Regions from separate parts of the Zea mays genome. Here all the other regions are linked to region 2. Evidence: chromatin contacts called from public Hi-C data. All regions are on one chromosome and are shown on one strand. Each heading gives the region's core, a stretch centred on a gene start, on an enhancer-like site or on the middle of the called end of the contact. The rest is flanking DNA. Distances are from core to core; before and after follow the strand shown.

Evidence for each region. A called contact is a pair of places that touch in the nucleus more often than the background predicts.
Region 1: a Hi-C map of tassel shows a contact between it and region 2, with 3 times the contacts expected there. The contact joins the enhancer-like site here to the promoter of LOC100284736 in region 2. A contact is called at or near these places in 2 of 25 Hi-C or Micro-C datasets (ear and tassel).
Region 3: a Hi-C map of ear shows a contact between it and region 2, with 2.3 times the contacts expected there. The contact joins the enhancer-like site here to the promoter of LOC100284736 in region 2. A contact is called at or near these places in 2 of 25 Hi-C or Micro-C datasets (ear and tassel).

Annotation. Positions count from the first base shown.
Region 1 is chr8:53,959,925-53,963,540 of Zm-B73-REFERENCE-NAM-5.0, forward strand. No RefSeq gene overlaps it. Among protein-coding and RNA genes, the nearest start is that of LOC103635202, 29 kb to the left of the region's middle. Within about 2 kb of position 1,832, at least 17 of the 20 cell types and tissues checked have an H3K27ac peak or open chromatin away from gene starts, as enhancers often do. A contact at or near this core is called in ear and tassel, where this site is marked.
Region 2 is chr8:54,294,310-54,297,940 of Zm-B73-REFERENCE-NAM-5.0, forward strand. It overlaps LOC100284736 (xyloglucan endotransglucosylase/hydrolase protein 23), which reads left to right and starts at 2,004. Exons shown (of 2, transcript NM_001157631.2): 1 at 2,004-2,375; 2 at 2,378-3,244. The coding sequence starts at 2,128. The coding sequence ends at 3,011.
Region 3 is chr8:54,014,075-54,017,556 of Zm-B73-REFERENCE-NAM-5.0, forward strand. No RefSeq gene overlaps it. Among protein-coding and RNA genes, the nearest start is that of LOC103635202, 83 kb to the left of the region's middle. Within about 2 kb of position 1,612, at least 18 of the 20 cell types and tissues checked have an H3K27ac peak or open chromatin away from gene starts, as enhancers often do. A contact at or near this core is called in ear and tassel, where this site is marked.

The sequences.
Region 1 (3,616 bases), core at 582-3,081, 330 kb before region 2:
AAGTATTTCTTCCACTTGATCTATCTTTGAAAACAAGGTTGCTATAAACTCTAGGACTTGCATTTAGCACTTCAAGACTCCAAGTAAATTTGTTACTTGCTCAAGAGATGACCTATTCTTGTCTAGCTTAAGCCAAGTCCTTAAAATAAACCCTAAACCCAACACACAACATCACACTATTGAAAAAGTTTGACCTAGTGAGTGTATTCTAGGTGTATCAAGAAGTTAATGCAAGTGCAGATGATGACATGCAAAAATTTTAGTTATCGTAACACCAGGGGTGTTACAGCCTTCCCTCGTAAAAAGAAATCTCGTCCTGAGATTTAAAACTCTAGTCTAGGTAATGGAAAAGGAAATGTGTCACTGGTTTCTTTCCCCATTACACCAATAAGAGAGGGGTGTGCCCCTATTGGTTTATATCAGAAATAAACTACACAAACTTTGGGTTTACAAGATATTAGAAACTCAGCAACATGCTTTTCCAGAAACTCCTCCGATTTCAATGTGGTTTCACCTTCCATGGGTTGGTTCCACTGTAGCTTATAAAACTTGATAACTTTTCTTCAAGTAACCCGATCCTTTTGATCCAAAACCTTTATGGAATATTCCAAGTAGGTTAAACCTGGTCCAAGGTTAACATCTGAAATCTCAACAACCTGTTTGGGAACCCGAAGACATTTCTTCAACTGAGATATGTGAAACATGTCGTGCATTATGGAAAGATCCTTTGGCAACTGTACCTTATAAACTACAGAAACTTATGCATCATGATGTAATTTCTTTGTTTGTGCATCAAACTCAAACTTATATTTAAAACAAATCTATTTAAAACAAATCTAGCTTCAAATTAAAATTTGAGATATGAAAATATGGGAACAAAAGAAATAAAGAATGGGAAGAAAAAAATAAAATAAATAATATTATTGCAAATATTAGAAGTATTATTCATATCGGGATATTATTGGATATTTGGAAGGCCGAAGTTCAAAACAGAAATTTAAATTTATTTTGAATCCTTGAATTTGGAAATAGAAGAGAAGAATAAAAACAAAAAAAATGTAACACTGCCATTGGCCCGAAACCCCCTCGGCCCAGTTCGCTGGCACTCGGCTTGTCGCTGATAACAAGGGCCCACCGGACAGCCGCACCACCACGCTCGCTTTCCAGCCCCCTGACGGACCGGGCCCGTTCACCAGATGCCCGCGCGCGCGTTCGTCTATGACTGTCACGTGGGCCTCGCACGTCAGGAAACACCCGTGTAGATCTTCTCGAAGCCCAGGAAAACCGTGGCGGCTGCAACCTCCTTCCCTTTCTCCCGGCTACGGAATCCATTGCCGCCAGCTGGCGTGAAGCCTGGGACCAAGGATATATAACGTGATCGCTGCCTTCGGGGCCTTCGTTCGCCATCGTTTGCAGAGGCACCCCGTTCTCCAGCCACCACCACCTTGCCGAGCCGCCGCATCCGCGTCTTGCGTCCAATGCTGACGGTGACCTAAGGATTGCTCGTGGTGGTTCATAAGTAGCCGGGTACCGTGCTCGGGCGGGTAATCGGGCGTAGATTCATCCGAGACCGGTGGAATTTCTCATAGGTAGTCATTGGTCTCGGCGGTTCCTCCCCTTCCCGTGGACAATGCGCGTCGCGCCGCCGTCATCAGTAAGAAACTCCCTTGACGAATTCGCGTTACCTTCCTCTTCAATTCCAAGTCACTAGAGGAATCCAAGAGGGCCTGGGCGCCAGATCGACTCATCGCCGGTGAGGCCCCGCCGCAGCTGGGTGTGCACGGCTATACTCTGCCGCTGGGAGGGAGAAGATGATCATTCGACCATCCATCTAGATTTGGATGGTGGAGATTAGACGTATCTATACCTCTTCGCCCAGTTAAATCTGGGGCGTCGATCGGGTAACGTGCGATTGTGCTTGGGCTCTGTTTAGTTGAAAATCGCGACCATAGATCTCGCGATATACGGTAGAGATTAGATCGAGGTTAACGGTTGGGTAGGATCGATCGGTGGTCATCTGTTTTGTGAACGACGATCAAGATTAGATCATGGGAGAATTGTGTCGCATCCGGATTTAAGGGGTAAAACCGGGGGCAAATTAAATGTGTACTAAGATCAAGTCTCACACATATGATGACTCATGTTACAGAAACAAACGTCACATCTTTAATATATAATGGAGTTATGTACAAAATAGTTAAATAATAACATCATACAAATACAACAATCTAGAAATCATAGTTGACTAGGAGACGACGACCTAGACCTCTCACGAACTCATCGCGACATCATTCATGCTCCTCATTCTACAGTACCTGTTCTTTACATGGGGATGTGAGTACAACAAGGGTGAGCTCACATACTTTCATCGCTCAACAAGTTGTGGGGAATAATGTGCATGAGCTCACTTACGGTGGGGGCCATGTGAAGTGTAAGGCTTACAAAAGAAGATGGTTAAAGCTAAGCATTGCTTTTAAAATTGGTCAAAATTTTATTAGCAGTTACTAAGTATAAGTAGATACCAACCCAATTAAATAAGAGATCACAATTAATAATAACACCCACAATGCAATGCAAATGATAGTTTGAGTTTAGTTCTATAAATTAATCATGCGAGAGTCCTAAGTCGCTCTTGACCGTGAGCATTGCTGATATACCAGTTTTACACTCTGCAAAGGTTGCTCCCTTTTCCCACAAGTCGAGTTACCCATTTGCCAAGGGATCGTGACTGCCCATTCATCTCTGTCGAGGAGACGAGGCAGGGTATCACTACGAGGCCTTTACAAAGTTCCACAAGCTTCAGAAAACCCGCTACGGTTTCTGAGAAGGGCAATATAGGAATCCCTCATTCGAAAAGTCATCGCGGCATGATCGACCTGAGAACCTCCCTATACCACAACTCCTCTACCGCCATTGCCCCTTTCGGGTAAGGTAGGTCTCCGCTAGCTTTCCTAATTAGTCAGCCAAGGGCGTCCCATACCACACTTGTGGTAGCACTGTTATCTCAAGTTAAGCTCCATGTTCTAATTAACATAATGATCTTGTCATGAATAATAATTAAAACAACATCATAATACGAACATGATCATAATTCAAATGTAACATTAATCCCAAAACTAGGTAGTGTAATCGCTACTCTACCCAATAATTCATTTGTTTGCAAGGGGTGGGGTAAACAAATATAGGGAAACCTTTTAGGTCCCATCAAATTATCTTAAGCATGTCACATTGATTAACAGAGAACATTATTAGGTAAAGAAGAGTGATCAAGTGCACAACTTGCCTGTGACTCGAGTTTCCAGGTACTTTTCCAAATTAGTCTTCGGGTTTCTCGTGACCTGACTGCTACCCGTAGCAATACATACAAAAAGATAAGGGGTACATAAAAATAACATTACACCAAACATGAGCACAAATAGCGTAAGAATGTTCTACGCGTTGTTATGAGATCATAGGTTCGAAAATCACTAAGTTCGGAGTTATGGTTGAAAAGATATGGTTTTTTAGAGTTTATAGGTGATTAAATGGTAATAATATCTTCTATGTTATAAATCATGTGAGAAACTTATTACAAAGAAATAACCAACTCAACTTTAGTATAGGTTATAACCATGTT
Region 2 (3,631 bases), core at 754-3,253:
GGCGACGTGGAGGCTCCTCCGAAGCCGAGGTCGAGTCTGTCTTCCGTGGCCGAGGCCGAGCCTCTAGGTCGGGCGAGGCGGAGGTCGTTCGGCGGAGGCCAGGGCGGAGTCTGAGCCCTGGGGTCGGGCGAAGCGGAGTTCGTCGTCTTCCGGGGCCGAGCCCTGGGTCGGGCGGAGCGGAGTTCGCCGTCTTCCGGGACTTAGCCCGAGTCCGAGCCCTGGGTCGGGCGGAGCGGAGTTCGCCGTCTTCCGGGACTTAGCCCGAGTCCGAGCCCTGGGTCGGGCGGAGCGGAGTTCGCCGTCTTCCGGGACTTAGCCCGAGTCCGAGCCCTGGGTCGGGCGGAGCTTCCTATGGCGCCTTTGGCAGGACCTGACTGCCTGTCAGTCTCACTCTGTCAAGTGGCGCTGTAGTCGGAGTGGCGCGGGCGGCGCTGTCCTTCTGTTAGACCGGTCAGTGGAGCGGAGAAGTGACGGCGGTCACTTCGGCTCTGCCGGAGGGCGCGCGTCAGGATAAGGTGTCAGGTCACCTTTGCATTAAATGCTCCTGCGATTTGGTCGGTTGGTGCGGCGATTTAGTCAGGGTTGCTTCTTAGCGAAGGCAGGGCCTCGGGCGAGCCGGAGATGTGTCTGCCGTTGGAGGGGGGCCTCGGGCGAGACGGAAACCATCCGGGGTCGGCTGCCCTTGTCCGAGGCTAGGCTCGGGCGAGGCGTGATCGAGTCGCTCGAATGGACCGATCCCTGACTTAATCGCACCCATCAGGCCTTAGCAGCTTAATGCTGATGGGGGTTACCAGCTGAGAATTAGGAGTCTTGAGGGTACCCCTAATTATGGTCCCCGACACGATTTTTTCACAAAAGGTCCAAAAACTGTTAAACGAAGCCTCAACAATCAGGGAGTGTTCGAAAGCAAAATATTTCAAAACCATGGTTTTAAAATATTACGGGTTTTAAGATGTCATGTCATAGTCGTAGTATTTTTTACGTCACTTTTAGCAATACGTGTTTGGAGAGAAAGTATCTCAAACTATGTTATTTAGTATACATGTGCAAGGCTAGTCATCGACCAAAAACTCTGGGTTGGAGTGGAGTTTAAAATACTCCAAAAAGTCCATGCTATCTACAAAACTTTGGAATTCAAAACACAAATTTTTACAATATAGTCAAACACACCAAACAACTCTAGCGTGGAGCTGTAGTTTATAATATCAATTTAAATAGTTTTAAAAAATATTTTTAGTCTAAATAATAAACGTTTCTTATAAAGACTTACAATTCTAGCTTCATAATTTTCTGGAGCATCTAATGACTTGCTTTACCAATTCCATTAAATTTTTTAGAGCCGGAGGTATGACAACAAGACCTTAATACCGTGATTTTACCTTAAAACTCTAAAAGTATTTTGCTTCTAAACAACTCCTCACCCTTTTGCAGTTCTAGTTCCGCCGCATTGCATCCACGCGTGCAGGACGAAGCAGGCATGTGTGCGGAAGGGCAACGGCGCAATGCGGCACAGCCGCACAGGCGGCACGAGCGGGGCAAGCAAGCCGCCTGCCCACTGGCCAGTGCAACCACCAGCCGTGGCCTCGCTGTAAAGTGACCCACACGGCGACCGGACGCGGCAAGACCAAAGGAGCCGCGCAAAAGGCTGCACGCCACGCACTTTCCGCACCCCTTTCGCGGATGATGCCGCCGGATCGCAGATGAATGGATGATGGACGGGCCCGGCCCCCACACGGCGTGTACCTACGCGGCGGACAGGTCCAGGGCCAGGCTCGCTCGACTGGATCCAGTGCGCGGCCAACCGTGCCATGCCATCTCCCAAATCTACCCGCTCCCACATTTACTCCTCCGCGCCGGGGACGCGCCAGCCCGGCCGGCACTCGCCCGTTGGTTCACCACCAGCTGTCCGTGCCCGGCCGCGGCTGCCTGCCACGGCTAAGCAACTGGCCCCGGGCGCTCCTGACCTCCAGTATAAATACCACCCCCACACCAATCTACTATCCAAGTTCCATATCCAACACACACAGCAACGCTCGCTCGACACTGTCACTAGCTAGTTGCTCTACTAGAGGGCGGGTATAGAGCTGCCTGCAATCCGCCGCTGAGAAGGGAGGATCGGAAGCGACGATGAGGTCGTTTGCTCCTGTCTTTCTGTCGGCGGTCGTGGCCTGGCTGGAGCTGGCGGGCACCGCGCAGGGCGGCAACTTCTACCAGGACACAGAGATGACCTGGGGCGATGGCCGCGGCAAGGTAGTGGACGGCGGGCGCGGGCTGGACCTGACGCTGGACCGCACGTCCGGCTCCGGGTTCCAGTCCAAGAGCGAGTACCTGTTCGGCAAGATCGACATGCAGATCAAGCTGGTGCCAGGCAACTCCGTGGCACGGTCACCACCTTCTACCTGTCGTCCCAGGGCGACGCGCACGACGAGATCGACTTCGAGTTCCTGGGCAACGTGAGCGGGGAGCCCTACACGCTGCACACCAACGTGTTCACGCGCGGACAGGGCCAGCGGGAGCAGCAGTTCCGCCTCTGGTTCGACCCTACCACTGCCTTCCACACCTACTCCATCCTGTGGAACCCGCAGCACGTGATCTTCGCGGTGGACGGCACCCCGGTGCGGGACTTCAAGAACCACGAGGCGCGCGGGGTGGCGTTCCCGAGGACGCAGCCCATGAGGCTGTACGCCAGCCTGTGGAACGCCGACGACTGGGCCACGCAGGGCGGGCGCGTCAAGGCGGACTGGTCCAAGGCCCCCTTCGTCGCCTCCTTCCGCGGTTTCAGCGCCGACGCCTGCGTCTGGGACGGCGGCAGGCAGCGCTGCCCTGAGGGCACCATGGAGGCCGCCGCCGTCGCGGGTGCCGGCTCCGGCCGCGGCTGGTGGAACCAGCAGCTCAGCGACATGAGCTACCGCCGCATGCGCTGGGTGCAGCGCAAGTTCATGATCTACAACTACTGCGCCGACGCCAAGCGCTTCCCGCAGGGCGTGCCCGCCGAGTGCAAGCTCCGGTGAGGGAGCGAGGTTTGTTGGGACGTCCGTGGGGCATCAAAACCAAGCACGATCCCTAGTCGTGGAAAGTAGAAACCAGGCATCGATTCGATCGTCGTCGACGGTCTTAGTAGTAGCTACTTATTTTGCAGTGGGCGATGAAAGAATGGTGTCATGTAAATGTAGCTCCAGTCGTGTCGCATTCTTTGATTTGTTGTTTCAGCAGCACCGGATGTACAAGTACTGAGTTTGGGCTAGCAAGAATAAGTAATCTTTTTCGGCCATGCATGCATCGCACATACGGGTTCTGTCATCACTCATCAGTGTGCGGGGGCATCCTAGCTGGAGTCTTGGACATATGGAGTCATTGAGAGCCAGAGACAGACAACAACCTGTAAACTGGACCCTTGCGTGACGCGTGAGAGGGACCGGAACCCGATGAAAGCCTGTCCTGATTCTGACGGATGTAGGTACGGTCCATTTATATTTTCTCCTCTATATTCTTTTCACCTGCCACGTAAATAATCTTTCTTTCTCTATATCTCTATTCTAGTTCTCTCTGAATCAAACCTTATACCCATCACCAAAATTTAATATCATTTTGTTCTCAGCATCCCTAACAAAAGCAGGCGCACAGACAACAG
Region 3 (3,482 bases), core at 362-2,861, 280 kb before region 2:
ACCCAATAATATTCATATTAATCATTATGATTTGTATAGGTAAATTTTGATGGGACCTAATAGGTTACCCTAGTTTTGTTTACCCCACACCTTGCAAACAAATGAACTATTGGGTAGACATGCTATTGCTCTACATGGTTTTGGATTAATGCTATACTGATTTATGATCATGTTTCATTATTATTGCTGGTTTATTATTGTTCATGACAAGATCATTGTGTTAATTGAAAAATAGAGCGACCACCCGGGATAGCAGTGCTACCATAAGGGTGGTATGGGACGCCCTTGGCTGACTAATTAGGAAAGCTAGTGGAGGACTACCTTACCCGAAAGGGGCAAGGGCGGTAGAGGAGTTGTGGTATAGGGAGTTTCTCTGGTCAATCATGCTGTGATGACTTTTTGGACGAGGGATTCCTACGTCGTTCTTCTCAGAAACCGTAGCGTGTTTTCTGAAGGTAGTGGAACTTTGTAAAGGCCTCGTAGTGCTACCCTGCCTCACCTCCTCGGTAGAGCTATATGGAGTCCGTACAACCCCGTGACAGATGGGTAACACAACTTGTGGGTAGAGATGCGCAACCTCTGCAGAGTGTAAAACTAGTATATCAGTCATGCTCACGGTCATGAGCGGCTTGGACCCTCACATGCGTAACTTATGAAATTAAACTTAATTGGTCATTTGCATCGCATTGTGGTTTTATTATTAATTATGATCTCATTTATTTGGGTTGATATTTACTTATACTTAGTAATTGCTAATAAAATTTGACCAACTTATTAAAAGCAATGCCTTGCCTTAACCATTATTTGTTGACCAGCTTGGCACTATACTGTAAAGCCCAAATTTTGTATAAGAGAAAAATAATAAAAATAAATGAACAAATGTATTTATGTGATAGTGTTTTTGTGATTATGGAACCTTTGGAGATTATTTGGTTTCCTTTCCTTTTTTCATATTAAATTAATGGAATCAAATTAGTTAGGTAACCAATAAATAAAGAAAAGTGCATTTCATGCTGGTATCTTTTGTTTGTGGCATTTGGTTCGAGCAACCAGAAATTGAAATGCATTCAAATTGAGTTTGAACCTTGGAAAACAAAAACAAGAGAAATAGAAGTGATAAAAGAAAAAGGAATGAATACCAGCGCCAGCTTGGGCCCAAAGTCGAACCACGGCCCAAAACAGTCATCCTTTCGCGTGGCCCATATCCTGCTCGCGCAACCCGGCGCTGACAAGCGGGCCTGGTCTGTCAGCCACCCGTCGCGCGTGCCACTCGTGGGGTCGCTACTCACCCTCTCAACCGCGTGCACCTGCATTAGCTTTATCGCCGACGAGTGGGCCCGCTGGATCAAGTCGAGCTTCCGGCTCCTAGCTCGGGGAGCGGCCGTTGCAACAGAATCCGGGGATTCCAGTGTGGCAGATCTCAACGGCGTGTGCTCTGGGCCTTTATGTGCCGGCACTGTGATCGACTTCCCCACCCTCGCGTTGATGCTATCGGGCTCGGGGGTAGTGTCCTTGGGCGCGGGACCGCAGTTCACCAGCGTAGTCGCCGCCGCACGGAGTGGGCGCCGCCGTGTCCTGGGGCCGGTAGGAGAAGAGAAGCCGCCAGCCGTTGATTTCATGGCAACCGGCTGGGATTAGAAGATAGCTTACCCCTTCGTCCAATAGAACCCAGGCCATAGATCTATAATCCAATGGGTACATCAATCTCAGTCATTTAGAATCCGGACCGTAGATCTCAGATCCAGTGGTCTGCGCTGCGCTCCGTTTATTATATGATCGATCTAATCTGAGCTGTATGATTCAAATCCAACACCCTTCGACTAGGGAAATTTACATATGAATCCCCGGTAATAGTAAGAATTAACCCGCCGTCCGCCTAGACACGAGAAACATCACAGAGAGGTCCCGAAAATTACAAGTTGATCTGTGAGCTTTCAAATTTTTGCGTCCGCAGTCCATAGGCAATCAGGAAAATAGTAAATTAATATTGAAAATGATTTTTAGTATGAAAACAATTCTAGAAACTTGTTTAATTTATAATTAATCCATTTTAACTCCTTTTTTTACGATTCTAGTTGCATTAAATACATATTAATATTGTTTATTTTTTGGTAACTTTATTTTGTTATGAAACTTAGGATAAAATTATACACTTAATTTTTTTTAAATATAACACCTAAACCTTCGGAAAATCATAACTCTTTAACCATAACTCCAAATTTAGTGGTTCTCTAACCTAAGATTTCGTTACGATGCATAGAATATTATCATGCATTCTGTTCTGATGTTTGGTGTGATGTTAATTTCAACTATAACATGTTTGTTTGTATTGTTGAGAGTAGACGAGCAAGCAACCGAGGATCTCGATACTCAGCAGTTGGAAAATACTGAGCAGGAGCTCATTGAAGGCAAGTTGTGCCCTTGACCACTTTTCTTGACCCAATAATGTTCTATATAATTACTGTGGCATTTTTAGGCTTAATTTTGATGGGACCCAATAGGTCACCCTAGTTTGTTTTACTTATTGCCTTGATCACCACTAAACTTTTGGGTAGTCACTGCTCTTGCTCTATGTGGTTTTGGGTGTTAAGATAAATATGCTTCATGATCATACTTTATTATTGTTATTCTACTCTTTAATGTTCATGATAATACTATGGTGTTAATTGGACATGAAGCTTAACTTGAGAATACAGTGCTACCACAAGGGTGGAATGGGACACCCTTGGCCAAGTAATTAGGAAAGCTAGGGAGAGACTACCTTACCTGAAAGGGGCAAGAAGGAACGCGTCACTGCAGAGTATAGGGAGGTTCTCGGGTCAGACTATTTGTTTAGCTTTCTGGACGAGGGAATCCTATGCTTCCTTCGTCCTGAATCCGTAGCAGGTTTTCTCGAACTAGTGGAACTTTGGAAAGGCTTCGTAGTGCTACCCTGCATTGTCTCCTTGGTAGAGATGAATGGGACTTATAGACCCCTTGGCAAATGGGTAGCATGACTTGTGGGTAAAGATGTGCAACCTCTACAAAGTGTAAAACTGGTAAACTAGCTGTGCTCGCGGTCATGAGCAGCTGAGGACTCTCACATGATTAACTTATGGAATTAAACTCAATTTGTCATATGCATCGCATAGTGGTTTTATTATTAATTTTGATCTATTATTACTCTGGTTTAGTATATACTTATATTTAGTATCTGCTAAAAAATTTGACCAACTTATTAAAAGCAATGCTCAGCTTTAACCATTATTTGTTGATCAACCTTATACTTCACATGAGCCCTCACCTTTGATGAGTTCATGCACATTATTCCCCACAACTGTTGATCTATGATCTTTTGTGAGCTCACTCTTGCGATATATATAAAGCCCCCCACAGGTGAAGAGCAGGTAGACCAGGAGGAGGACTACTATGAGGAGTACGAGGAAGTCTAGGTGGCGTCTCCTAGTCAGCTTAATGTGCAAGGAATAATATTAGTTAGCTTT